Regions from separate parts of the Mus musculus genome. Here all the other regions are linked to region 3. Evidence: chromatin contacts called from public HiChIP or PLAC-seq and promoter capture Hi-C data. All regions are on one chromosome and are shown on one strand. Each heading gives the region's core, a stretch centred on a gene start, on an enhancer-like site or on the middle of the called end of the contact. The rest is flanking DNA. Distances are from core to core; before and after follow the strand shown.

What was found. Promoter capture Hi-C pulls out the DNA fragments that hold promoters and counts their contacts. HiChIP or PLAC-seq counts read pairs in DNA pulled down with a chosen protein or histone mark.
Region 1: a promoter capture Hi-C map of liver shows a contact between it and region 3, with 2.1 times the contacts expected there. The contact joins the promoter of Card19 here to the enhancer-like site in region 3. A contact is called at or near these places in 8 of 39 promoter capture datasets (the 3T3-L1 cell line, the HPC-7 cell line, cranial neural crest and 3 more), 2 of 484 Hi-C or Micro-C datasets (CD4 T cells and the G1E-ER4 cell line), 7 of 115 datasets of contacts at active chromatin or transcription factors (craniofacial prominence, double positive thymocytes, embryonic basal ganglia and 4 more) and 1 of 9 other capture datasets (pancreatic islet).
Region 2: an H3K27ac HiChIP or PLAC-seq map of extraembryonic endoderm stem cells shows a contact between it and region 3, with 5 times the contacts expected there. The contact joins the promoter of Wnk2 here to the enhancer-like site in region 3. A contact is called at or near these places in 7 of 39 promoter capture datasets (embryonic stem cells, frontonasal cranial neural crest, hippocampal neurons and 4 more), 3 of 484 Hi-C or Micro-C datasets (embryonic stem cells and spermatogonial stem cells) and 9 of 115 datasets of contacts at active chromatin or transcription factors (T-cell acute lymphoblastic leukemia, craniofacial prominence, embryonic forebrain and 6 more).

The regions. Positions count from the first base shown.
Region 1 is chr13:49,213,434-49,217,715 of GRCm38.p6, reverse strand. It overlaps Card19 (caspase recruitment domain family, member 19), which reads left to right and starts at 1,690. Exons shown (of 6, transcript NM_026738.2): 1 at 1,690-1,779. The coding sequence starts at 1,773.
Region 2 is chr13:49,146,861-49,150,856 of GRCm38.p6, reverse strand. It overlaps Wnk2 (WNK lysine deficient protein kinase 2), which reads left to right and starts at 2,529. Exons shown (of 30, transcript NM_001290313.1): 1 at 2,529-3,095; 2 at 3,623-3,996. The coding sequence starts at 3,625.
Region 3 is chr13:48,852,125-48,856,339 of GRCm38.p6, reverse strand. All of the region lies in intron 1 of Phf2 (PHD finger protein 2), which reads left to right. Among named protein-coding and RNA genes, the nearest start is that of Phf2, 17 kb to the left of the region's middle. Within about 2 kb of position 2,634, at least 45 of the 459 cell types and tissues checked have an H3K27ac peak or open chromatin away from gene starts, as enhancers often do. A contact at or near this core is called in the G1E-ER4 cell line, extraembryonic endoderm stem cells, liver and 1 more, where this site is marked.

The DNA of each region.
Region 1 (4,282 bases), core at 441-2,940, 360 kb before region 3:
GGTGAGGGCCTCAGTTTCTCTCATGGGACCAAGTAAGGTCCTCAGGTTCAGAGGAAGATACAAAGGTGGAATGCTGGCCTTCCTGATGAGGAGTCTGGCAAGGGATGCCTAAAAATGCATGATTCAGGAAGTCCTCAGTCTCACCCCACTGCTAGAACACAGTGATGGGTGTGCAATAATTGGAGCCCTTCAGAATGGTCCCAATGGGGTCTGTGCAGGGTTCCTGCAAGATGTAGCCCTTGGATCTAGCCCAGACTGGCCCAGGCACACATGTAGGTCAGGTACATAGTACCTATACCCTGCTCTGGAACAAAGTCTGTCCATGCTGTCTGTCCCCTCTGCAGGCACAGATTAGTGCTGAGGACAGCTGCCTGCTGACTCTGCATTTGCCTGGCCGGTGGGGAACCTGAGCAAACCTCGCTTTCTGCAGTTTTTAGCAAGGGGCAGGAATGTATTGATCAATACCACTGGGTCCAAGAGTTTGGAGCTCTAAGTGACCTTGTAAGTCAATCTCCAGATTCCTTTCGAGCCTCTCACTCCCAAGATGAGAGGTTGCAGCACTGGGGAGGACAGAGACAGACACGGAGGGCTCAGGGACCCAGGGGGTTCCTGGACTGTCCGGGAAGTGCATCCAGACCTGGGGCCTCCATTCCTGGTCTTGGTCCTGGTCTGGTTCCAATATCTCAAGTTACAGCTCTAAAGTGTGCCAGACTAGCCGCACCAGCGGAGAAGCAAAATCTGGTGCCTGCTGCCATTGCTGGCTGTGAGGGTCCTGCCTCCCCGACCCTCGCAGATCTCCATTTCCTAGCTGGGCCTGGGCTTGGGGCCTTCCTGTGGTTGGTACCAGAGCTTGAAGAGCCAGGCCTATGTACAACAGAAGGGAAACAAGTTGGGAGGCAGAAAGATTTATCACCTGAGGCCACACATTTTACAGTTAGGAAAATTGAGGCTCGGTCAGACTACATGACTTCCTTAACTAGGCGGCAATGCCAGCCATTTGTCCTCTGTGTAAATGGGGGACTTGGTAGAACGAGGACCCACTAAGTTCTCTGTTAAGTCTCAATTCATCACTGTCCGGTCGAGGCCCTGTGGACTTCCGTTCGGTCCCTGGTTGCCAATGAACTCCCACCAGCCTTTTATGCCAGACTTGACCTCCTATGTGACCTTGGGTAATTCTCGTCTCTTTTAAGACTCGGTTTCTTCATCCAGGAGATGGGAGTGGGGTGGCCAGAGCGTAGCAGCAGAAAATTGAACTGAGAAGTTCACAATAACCTCCTAACCTCCGCAAAAAGCAGGCACAAGACCGGGAGGAGGGGCAGGGCATAGGCGAAGGGACGCCGACCCGGGTAGCTATTGGAGAGGCTGTGAATGGGGCGAGCCTTGAGCCGGGACGTGGCTTGAGTTCTCTGGTCCAGACAAGGACTTGGGTACTGAGTTTCTCCGCTAGGTCACTTATGCTAGCTGGAGCGGGACTCCCGGCGTCGCTACAGGAGAAGCTCCTCAGGGGCCGAGCTCTCTGCTGCGCGTAGTATAGAGTTAGGGAAGTTGTTTAGAGCCCGAGCCGCCCCACGGCTGACGCGTCTCCAGTGCGAAGTACAGAAAGGGGCGTGGCTAATCGGAGGGAGGGGCTTGGGGGCTAAGATGTCGTCGCTGGGCGGGACCTATAGGGAAGAGGCGGGGCTTAGGGCCAGGCCTGCGGGCGGCGGTCACCGGAGCCCTCGCGCCGGGCGGCGGACAGCCGAGGACGACGGGGCGGCGCCGTGTCCTCCGCCATGACAGGTGGGCGCGGGTCCAGGAGGGCGACGGGAGCCGTGTGACCTTGGCGTCAGCTGGCGCCGGCGACGCGGGCGTAAGAGGCGCGCGGCGGCGGGGTGTCCCGGGCTCTGCGCGACGGGCCGGGGGCGCCAGGGGTCTCGGGTGCTGAGTGGGGGGCCGTCGCGGGTCGAGGAGGAAGAGCAGCAGGTGAGCGCTCTCCCGGTGCACTGCACCGGCTGCGCCTGCGGAACGGGCGGTGTCCCGGGACGGGATGGATCTGAGAGAGGGAAATGGTGCTCCTCGCCAGTCTGCTGAGACTTTAGAGCGCCGCTTGCACACAACCCCCTTGGAGGCGGGACCGGCGCTGCAAACCTGGGTAGCTTGTAGTACCAGGGAGACGCCCGTGTTTCCCGCTCTAGATGGGTCTAGAGAATTCGGACCCAACAACTGGATCCCTCTTCTCCAGGATGGCTTGGTTGCCCCAGCCCAACCCTTTTGCTCTGGGGACTCACCCACTTTATTCCTGATCCCAGAGGGACACAGTGACATTGCTGTGCTAAGTTCTCTCGGTAAAAGATCCGATGAGAGGATGAGTCAGCGAGGGACCCCTGCTGCCTTAGAGCCTAGGGAACGTGATAGCTACCAGATGCACTTTTTTTCTGGGAGTCTCTTGTACTTCATATGGCAGAGTTCACCTGGGATAGCCCAGAGAGATGAGGTAACCCCAGAAATCCCAGGGGTCTCTAAACTGGAGTCAGCGTTGGGCATGCACAAAAATAAGACCTCATAGGTTGCAACCTGGTGACTTCTAGAACAGGTTAGAGGAGACCCCATCTTCCAGGCCCTTCTTGTTTGGAGCTGCAATTTCTGAGCATTATGTGTAGAGCCCCTAATATACACTCTTGTTCAGAATAGCCATTTGGGGGCAGAAGGAATATTCTCATGTCTGTGTAGGAATGGGAAGATAAAATCTCAGGTTGGGTAAGTGCCCCCAGACCACCCTGCTGGTCAGTGGTAGGAGCAGAATGGGAGCCTTGGCCTCAGCCTCTGGTTTCCCAGATCCTCTAGTAAGTTCATCAGGATGTGTGGGACAGATCTCGCCTGTGCTGGCCTCCAAGGGCCCATTGTAGAGACAGGATACCCATGGAAAATGAGACATCCCACCTCCAGGAGAACAGGTAGTTGTGGGGGTGGAGAACTTTTAGCTGGAAGGACACAGGCAGGCCTTGATTGTGGCAATAATACGCTTTCCTCTCTGCAGTCTACTTGCTGGCGCTTTGACACTTCTAAGCATCCCACCTTTTTCTAGTGGGAGATGGAGACTGAAAAGCAGAAGTCTGAGAGGGTTGGATGGGCAGCCCTGGGGCGACAGATCCCTTGTTCATTCTTGGCTCAGTGCCCTGGTGCACCAGCTGAGGGTCTGCCATACACATTAGTCTTTGTTGCCTCTGAGTGTGAGTGTGAGTGTGTGTGTGTGTGTGTGTGTGTGAGAGAGAGAGAGAGAGAGAGAGAGAGAGAGAAAGTGTGTGTGTTTGGTGGTGATAGATACTGAGAGTTGTGTCTTCACAGAATAGGCAGTATAGTATGGAGCGAGTGATCTAAGCCAAACCAAGTACTATGACAAGAACTTATGGGAGTGGTTCAGAGGGGAGTCGATGCTCAAGTTCTGGACCCCAGGAGAATTGTGAATTCTTGGAAGGGGGCTAAATAAACTGGGCATAAATCAATCACATCTTCCCAGCCTGCTGCATGGGTCCTGGCTCTAGTGAGCTGCAGACAGAAGGCTCTGGGACCCTAGGAGCAGAGTAAGGGCAGGTGGGACCAGCTGCTTCAGGGTCCCAAATGCCAGAGTGAGGACTTAGGTCTGGGCTGCTGAAGTTGAAGATGAGGTGACAGAGCCAAGTTTCTGGTACGAGCTGGCAGGGAGGGAAGTTACAGGGAAAGGCTCATGGATTCTGCACAGAATGATCTCTTCTTTATCTAGTAAAGGCATTCCTGGCCTTGTTTACCGGAGCCTGGTATCCAGGCAGAGCCTTGCCCGAGTCTCCATTATACCCAGTGGCTGCCTCTATGTGGTTGCATGAACAGCTTATAAAAGCCACAGGAAGCACAGGAAGTACACTGCCCTAAAGCTGCTGCTGGCTTAGCCCTGGGCTGGGCCACCCAAGGCAGGTGACTCAGGGCTCCTGTGACTCATGGCTTGTGGGCAGCAGAGGTCCATCTTGGCTAGTGGCACTCAGGGTAGGAGGAGGCCGCTATGAGGCACTGGCCACTATCCACCAGCAGATCTCGCCTTGCCTTTGGACCTTGGACTGGAGCCCACTCAGAATTCTTCAGTAAATGCCTACTGTGTGTGCATCCTTGTACACCCTGGCACGATGTGGAGTGAGACAGCCTTGGCCTGCTCCTGTCTGGAAGAGAGCAGACCCCAGAATTCTCGGTGATTCATATGTAAATGACAGAAGGAGAATGTCAACTGGCAGCCCCAGCTTGGCTGTTACCTCCAGGCTGATGGCAGGCTTATAAC
Region 2 (3,996 bases), core at 1,280-3,779, 290 kb before region 3:
CCTGGCAATACTGACACCTCTTTTTAATTAAGGCCTTGTGGGCTCTGGCATTAGCCAGCAGGACCGGCCTGTCCTCCTATCTGCCTTCCTTTCCTCGATGTCTGTTGAGCACTTACTGTGTGCTGAGATAGTAGGACATGACTGCTGTACCCATCCATAGGTGAGCCAATTGCATGTCCTCTGCATGGAGCAGATGTCCCTTCAGGTGTCTGACCTTGGTGAGTCTTGTCACCTGAAGGGCTGAGGAGGCTAAGATGAGAACTGCAGAGAGGAGTCACTATCCTCCTTTTTTTGGATCTTGAGCAACCACTAAAGGTGGAATGCTGCCTGGATTCACCCTCTGCATCCTCATCTCCAAGTGGAGGTTAACCTTGGATACAGTTCTCTTGAGCATCAGAAGAGGATGCTGCATCTAGGCCCTTGGGTTGTTGCTTTTGCAGAGTATCCTCCCACAGCCTTGGCTTGCGAGCCTTAGGAAATCTAGCCATGCAGTGGGAAGTGTTTAGGATCAGGGTGACAGACTCAGAGATGTCCGGGGACCTGAAGAAGGGTACAGAGTGGGTCCCTGGCTGCTAAATTCTATACCAAGGAGTCCTTGTTTCCATCTGTTGGAATTCCAAGGGCCTGTTAGTGATACTAGTCTGAGATTCCTTGCAAAGAGATCAATGGCCTTATCCGGTAGTTTCATAGCTGTGGACTCCAAGGGCTGGCATAGGGAGCGAGTTCACCATAGGTTATGCAAGTGGGGCTGTGGGAAAACACACCCAGGGAGTTAGTTACAAAGAACATGGTGCCCAGTCAGACACAGGCTCTCCGAGATCTGTCTCAGCCTGGACTGTGCCCAGTTTTGTGGGTAGGGTCATAATTCTTCACAAACATGTGTGAATGTGTGTGGGCAATAGCTGTAGGTATGGCTGAGGTCTCACTGGGTAGCCCAGGCTGGCCTCTGCCTCCTGAGTGATAGGGTTATAGGTATGCACCACCACACTTCGATTAGGTGTTGTAAGTGACTGGCTGCTTTCATCACTAGTCACTCAGCAGGTATATGCCACAGGCTGTCACTGTGTCCTGTTGGGAGACAGTCAGACTAGCATGCTGAGACTCTTCTGTCATGATTTCTCTTACACAGGCCCTGCCTATTATAGCTTCCATATACGTGCCAGGACCCAGAGGGCCTTTGCTGGATAAACCCTGTCCAAGAGAAATTACATTCTACAGGCTCAGGTTAGGAGAGGCAATACTGGGTGGGGTCTTTAGCCTCCTTAGTGAAGTTGTAATGGTCCTCACCCACATTCTGCCCCAGCTTGGGAGGTGCAGCTTGGATCCCCATCTCCAGAGACACTCAGACCCACAGAGCTGGCACCTGCGCTCTGCTTCTGGTTGAGTGGGCTTTACGTTCATGCCTGACTCCCAAGGTAGATGAGAAATGAGATAATATAAATTAACAGGCATCTGGCAAATGCCCAGTCCAGTGACAAGTACACAATTTAACCCCTGGGTCTCTGGGGTATATGTTGGAGTCCTAACTTCATGGCTCTCAGTTTTCATAACGTAAGTAGTCCCAGCATTCCCCCTTTAAGGAGACAGTGTGCTACCACCCAACTCAGCTAGGAAGTGACTTGAACATCAGCCTTTTAAAGTTACTTTTGACTGGTATCAGCATCCACTGACAGCCCCTAGCAGGGCCAGGGAAACCCTGTCACTGGGTAACAGCTCTGTCTGCATTTGCTTCCCTTTAATCGTGAAGGATGTGTTGCCTCTGTTGGCTTTTCTGTCTTATGAGTTGCTGGTGTCAAAGGCTCTAAGGCCAGCAGCCGCTGGCCATCGGTTCACATTTGTAACTTGCATCTTTGACAGGGTGCCATACCATCAGGATGAGCAAAGAGATCAGAACATGCTGGTAACTTCCTTTGCGCTGTTTTCTTCAGGTGAAGTGACCCCAATGATGTGCATCACAACTGGTGAGCCCAGGTGCAGGTGCCTGGCATGGGCTCAGAAATCAGGTCAGTCTTCTGTGACCCTTGCAGTCAGGTTCAGAGATGCCCGGGGCAAGGGCTTGTCTGGGGTAATTGAGTAGCTCAGGGGGTGGAGAGAGAAGCTCCTGAGGGGGTTGAGGGTGGGGAAAGATGGCAATCAATATGGTAAGTCAAGGGGTTTCTGGAAACCTTTTCCAGTTTCCATCTTGGGACCTCTGAGATTTAGGACAGAGAAATCCTTTCTATTTTTTTTTTTCATTTATTTTTGAGACGGTTCCTGGTTCCTTTATTGCCACGTGACCCAACTCCTGGATCAAGTATCCTCTGCCCCCCACAGCCCTCCCCCACCGGTGTTGGGATTATAGGCTTGGGCCACCACGCTACTGATCAGGGCAAAAGGACATCTGTCTTTGAGATCTGGATTTGCTTAATGGAAAAGAGGGACACAGCGCTTACTGGTACCAACGTCCGTGGATGATAGTGAGGTTTTCCCATATCCTGGCAGTACAGAAAGGCCCAGAAGACACTCCAATTTTGCAACCATACTTGGGCACCTAGGATATCCTGAGGTTGTCTGTTTTGTCTTGGCATAGGTTCCAGGATTTGGCTCTCTGGCTAAGTCACGTTGTCTGTGGCCTGCCACCTCCGGGGAAAATAGAGCCCCTCAAGGCCCCACAGTTCAGCGGACCACTTCCAAAGAGCTTCAGGGCCAGGCGCCGGCCTGGAACCCTTGCCGCAGGTGGAGGCCATGGGGAGCATCCCGCAGGTGGCGGCGCTCAGCCGCAGCCAGGTGGGCGTGTCAGGCCCCGCCCCGCGCTCCGGTCTTGGGGAGGGTGGGACGAACGGAAGCCCCGCCCTCCCCGCGCGCTAGTTCGGAGCCGGTGCGGGAGCGGAGGCGCGCGGAGCCGGCAGGAGCACGCGGGAGCGCGGCCCCGCAGCGGCCCGGCCCGAGGGAGCAGCATCGTAGGAGCAGAACGGCCTGGCGACCCCCGCTGCAGCCAGGACCCCGCCCCAGCGCGACGCGGCCCCGAGAGAGGACTCTGGCCCCGGAGCGCGGCCTCGCCCTCCTCGCTCGCCCGGGTCCCCGGGCTGCGGGCATGGACAGCGCCCGCTCGCCCTGTGAGTATCGAGCTCTCCCGTTCGCCGCCTTTGTGTGCGCGCCGCGCCGCCGCAGCCCCCTCCCCGCGCGCCCCGGGCCCGCGTCCTTTGTGGAGCCTGCTCCTGTCCGGTGCTTCCCTTTACCCCGGCCTCCCTGTCCCTTCCCCACCCGCTCGCGGGATAGCCTAGCGGGGTCGCTCCAGTACTGGCCTTGACCCCTTTCTCCAGCCTCCCGAGCCCTTCTGTAGCTCCTTTGAGCCCTCAGGGACACCTAGCAGGTCGTCCCTCCTGGAGTCCCTGGGACAGCTAGAGACAGGCCGTGTTCCCGGCTCGGAGCTGAGTGAAGCAGGGCATCCCCTTGCAATCCTCGCCTCGGGGTCCGGTCTGCAGCCCTCTCCCCGGAGCCCGCAGAGGACCGCCCGGCAGGTCACTTCTGCGGTGGGGCTGGGCAGGGCGCGGGCCCAGAGGCGGCGCTGTCTCATCCCGCGGCCCAGGCAGGTGCGGCGGGGCTGGCGCTCACGCAGGGTCCGTGTGTCCTTGGCCCGCAGAGATGGACGGCGATGGCGGCCGCCGAGACGCCCCCGGCGCGCTGATGGAAGCCGGGCGCGGCACGGGGTCGGCGGGCATGGCGGAGCCGCGGGCGAGGGCGGCGCGGCTCGGGCCCCAGCGCTTCCTGCGGCGCAGCGTGGTGGAGTCGGACCAGGAGGAGCCGCCGGGCCTGGAGGCGGCCGAGACGCCGAGCGCGCAGCCCCCACAGCCTCTGCAGCGCAGGGTGCTTCTACTCTGCAAGACGCGCCGGCTCATCGCGGAGCGCGCCCGGGGCCGCCCCGCCGCGCCCGCGCCCGCCGCGCCCGCTGCGCCTCCCGGCTCCCCGAGTGTCCCCTCGGACCCTGGCCCGGAGCGAGCGGGCACGCAGGAGCCC
Region 3 (4,215 bases), core at 1,385-3,884:
ATGCTGGGCTTGCTCACTCCATAGCCCTCTTCATAGGCTCTCTTTCTGCTAACACCACCCTGGAAGCTAAATTGTTCTGGTATTCTCTGCCCTTCTGGCTGTCATGGTGACCTCCTTGTCTCTTTCAAATGTCCTATGACTCTGGAAGGTGAGACAGCTGTGTGGGCTGGATTGAAGAATCCCTTTGACTTTGAGGGGCTGCTTCCCTCCAGGTAGCCTAACACACCTGTGTGACACCTTGACAGCTCATGGGGCCACCTTAGACCATCCAGGTGGTAAGCTGCTGTGGCCAGAGGAGGGATCCAGTGGCACTTGGTGGGTATCATGGTGCTGCCATGGTGTGCATGACAGGTACACACACACCCCTGATCTGCTGAGATGCAAGTCATGAATCCACTCTCTCCCCTGTAAGCGCCTGGTCCTACCAGTGGCCATGATGACAGTTTATGGGCCTAGGTAATTTTCCTACTCAGTTTCTTGTGCATCTCACTTTCTAGACAGGAGAGGAATTAATTAACTCTGTGGATCTGTGGTGTCTCATGTGGTCAAAGTTGGGCTCTAGGACACTTTGGTTTGGCTGCAGCTCTCCTTTGGGTGTAAATTTACTGTGCCACAGGACCTAAAGCCTGCACCCTCTGAACCAGATGCTTGGGCAGGGGATGAGCAGTAGCTGTCTTTGGAGCATTTGGTCCAAGCTTCACTTGTAGCAAGTGGGAAACTGTCACGCTACAGGAGGTTAGGCTGTGAGGACTAGAGTCCTTGCCACCTCTTGTGGCTTAGTGGTCCTTACAGAGTCGTGCTTCGCTGAAGGAAATCAGTGTAACAGAATTGAGCTTTCATCGGAGAAGACCTCAGACCTCAGGCAGGCAGGTTTGGTGGCTGCCCTGGTCTGCCTGGCTGCAGCCATCAGACTGTGTTGTACCCCCTGCCTTCTGCCTTGCTGGGGACCTTGCAAGTAGCCTGGTTTTGAGATTGTTCCTTGTCTGCAGTGAGGCTGGGGCTCTGGATTTGGGGACACAGGGAATACTGATACTCTTTACTCTGTTCTGAGTTTACCTCACTTCCTGTGACCCTGGCATCTCCATGTTAGGATGTTTGCATTGATGTTGGAGCTCTGGGCTTGGGGACACAGGGACCACTGGAAGCCCCCAGTCTGTCTGGATTCCCCTCACCTCCCACAGCCTTGGCATCTCTACTTTTGAATGTTTGGGTCTTTACCCAGTGGTCCATGCATCAAAACCTTGGCTTCAGCTTTAGCTCAGAGTGTCCTCATTTTAGGAGATTCTCAGTCCTGTCACCTTGTGATGGGTGACAGGTGGGGGCTCTGTGAGTACCACTCTGGTAATGCATTCCCATGGGAACAGCTCCTCTGATTAGAAATTACACACACACATTTATGTATACAATTTCATGTGTGTGAATGTTTTGTTTGCCTGTATATTTATGCACTACACATGTGTGCCTAGTGTCCTCAGAGGTCAGAAGAAGGTTTCAGATCCTCTGTAATTGGAGTTTCAGACTGCTGTGAGCCTCTGTGAGCTCTGGGAATTGATGGCCTCTGAGAGAATATGTGCTCTTAACCCCTGAGTCCTCTCTCCAGCCCGGCTCCTTTGAACTTGACCTACTAGGTTTCAGGGATTTCCTTTTCTCTTTCGGGGGGGGGGGGGGGTTGAGAGGGAGGTTTGTGATAGTGGCTCTGTCTGAGATATCACCACAGGATGGATGATGGCAGTGCCTCGCCTTGGTGGTTGCCTAGCTTGAATGGACTGCTCTCACGGGATTCAGTGTTTACACCAACTTATTTGGAAACATTGTATCCACTGCTTGAGTCTTTGGAAACATTGTAGCCACTGCTTGAGTCTTCGCATAGTAGGTTCCTAGTGAAGCTTCAGGAGTGCCCTATAGTCTGTGGGCCTTATTGAGAGAATCTGTCAAGGCAGTCCCTGAATGTCCCACTGATGGCCAGGGGATCAGGCCTTGTCTTTCTGCCTGCCGTGTTTGTCTGTATCTGCACATCATTTGTCCCTAGGCACTAATTACCTGAGGTGTGGCTAGGTGTCTCACCTGCTGTCAGCCACCTGCTCCTGGCCCTATATGTGAGGCCATGCCCCCATCATACCACAATCATGGGTGTCACAGGTTGCAGAGTCCTGGCCCAAGTCCATGCACCACAGCTCTCTGTTCACTTGCTGCTTCTGTTCTATCCTAGAGAAGTCCACCCCTCTTCCGGCCTGTCCCCAGCTCCAGCCAATCACCTTCTTGTGAACTGGGCCAGCAGGAGGCTCTGTCCTCCCCCTTATTATCTGCTCTAGTCCCCTAAAACTTCCAGTAGTCAGGATCAGGACGCATCTGGAGGCCAGTTCTGGAGACCATGGTTCACCATCCAGGTCTCTACTAATCTTTGCGTTTCTTATCTTTTATAGTTTTATAAAAAAAGAAAAGGTCAAAGAATAAGCATTAGAATTTTCCAGCAAGATGAGTCATAGAGCTCACCCTCTTTCAGTGGGGGATCTCCTGGCGTTGTAAGAAGTCTTCTGATTTCAAGGGCCACAGGGCACAGCTGTCTCCAGGTCTCTCTCTTGCCCTGGGCTGAGGAGATTAAGCTCACCTCCTGTGTTTAGAGTCCTTATCTTTGTCGAGAGGACCTTGGACTGCATTTGCTCTCCAGTCAGGTTTGTTTGCTGTCTCTGAGGGTTTCATCCAGGGAGAAGGCTTTAATTCCCAAAGCTTCTGGGAAGAGATATTTGCTCTACATCTGCATACAATTGGTTTCCTTAGAAACCACTGGAATAGATGCTCTGGAGCCTGCTTCAGATTTTTAAAGAGACCCTGCCCTTTATCTAGAAGATCTAAAAAACCCACACAGCGGTTTTAGAGTACATACAGAGACAGTTGTGAATATTCATTTAATAAATCAAGACTCCTCGGCTGCTGAATGATAGAGCTGAGGGGTGATTAAATAAATGGCTGTGTATGCACACAATGGGAAATTATCCAGTTGCCAACAATGTGTTTACAGCAGGTTTAATGACTGGGGGAAATGTTTACAATGTAACATTAAATGACTTGCTGTATTTATTAGTAGGGTGACAGCTGCTATTAATTAGTTAAAACAGGTTCAAATTTTAAAATATTTAAATTTAATATTTTAGTACTAAGATTTTATTTTTGAAAGTGAAGGGTTTAAAAGGTCATCATATTGTCCCCCCTCAAGCACATTTATACTTTCCAGTGAGTTATCCACATCAGTCATGAAAAATTGAATGAGGGCCTGGCGCCCCTAGTGTTGATAAGAAGGTTTACTGTAGATATAAGGGAGAGCACAGCTAGAGTCATCTGGAAGGGTCCAGATTGAACCCAGAGACCAAGAGGCCAAGAGACTAGTACAGCCAAAATAGCTGGGTTATATAGGACTCAGAGAAACTCGGGGAAGGGAAGCGCAGCCCAGCTGGAGAGTTTAGGGTAAGGGTTGGGGTGTGCCAGCCAGGATGTGTCTGTAAGAGGTCCTGGCTAAGGTGCTGAGAGAGTCTGGCCAGTGTCAGTTAGACATTCGTCCTGAGTTTGAGATCTAGCACTTCTATAGTTAGAAATTAAGTAAACTGAGTGTGTTGGTGCACACCAGCTTGAGGCAGAGACGGGGATTGCCATAGATTTGTGGCCAGCCTTGACTACTTAGCGAGACTCTGTTTCTAAAAGTTAAAAACAAAACAAATAAAACATACACACACACACACACACACACACATACATACATACACACACACACACACACACACACACACACAGAGAGAGAGAGAGAGAGAGAGAGAGAGAGAGAGAGAGAGAGAGGGAGAGAGGGCAAGGAAGTCAGCTTGGGATGTGTTGTCCCACTCCTAGAGAAGTTTCTGGACATGGGTGATGAAGTCACTCTTCTAGTCTCACTGCTGCTGGCCCCAGGCTTCTTGATCTTGAAAGCAGAGGGTGGAAGGTCAGCTCCCTCTGTTAGCACACCGTGCCCCTTTTCCACCGTGGCCTCAGCCCCGAGAGTACTTTAGCCTGCTGACTGCCTTGTCACCAGCCCCCTACCCCCACCAGGGCCTGGGAGCTTAGGGCTCTGCCCAGCCTTTGGTGGGGGTCTCCTTTCCTAGGCTCCTGGATCCTATAGATCTTCCTCTGCCCTAAGGACAGAGACCACGGTGCAGAGCGGTGGGCTATCCTATCACCAGCTCTGTACTT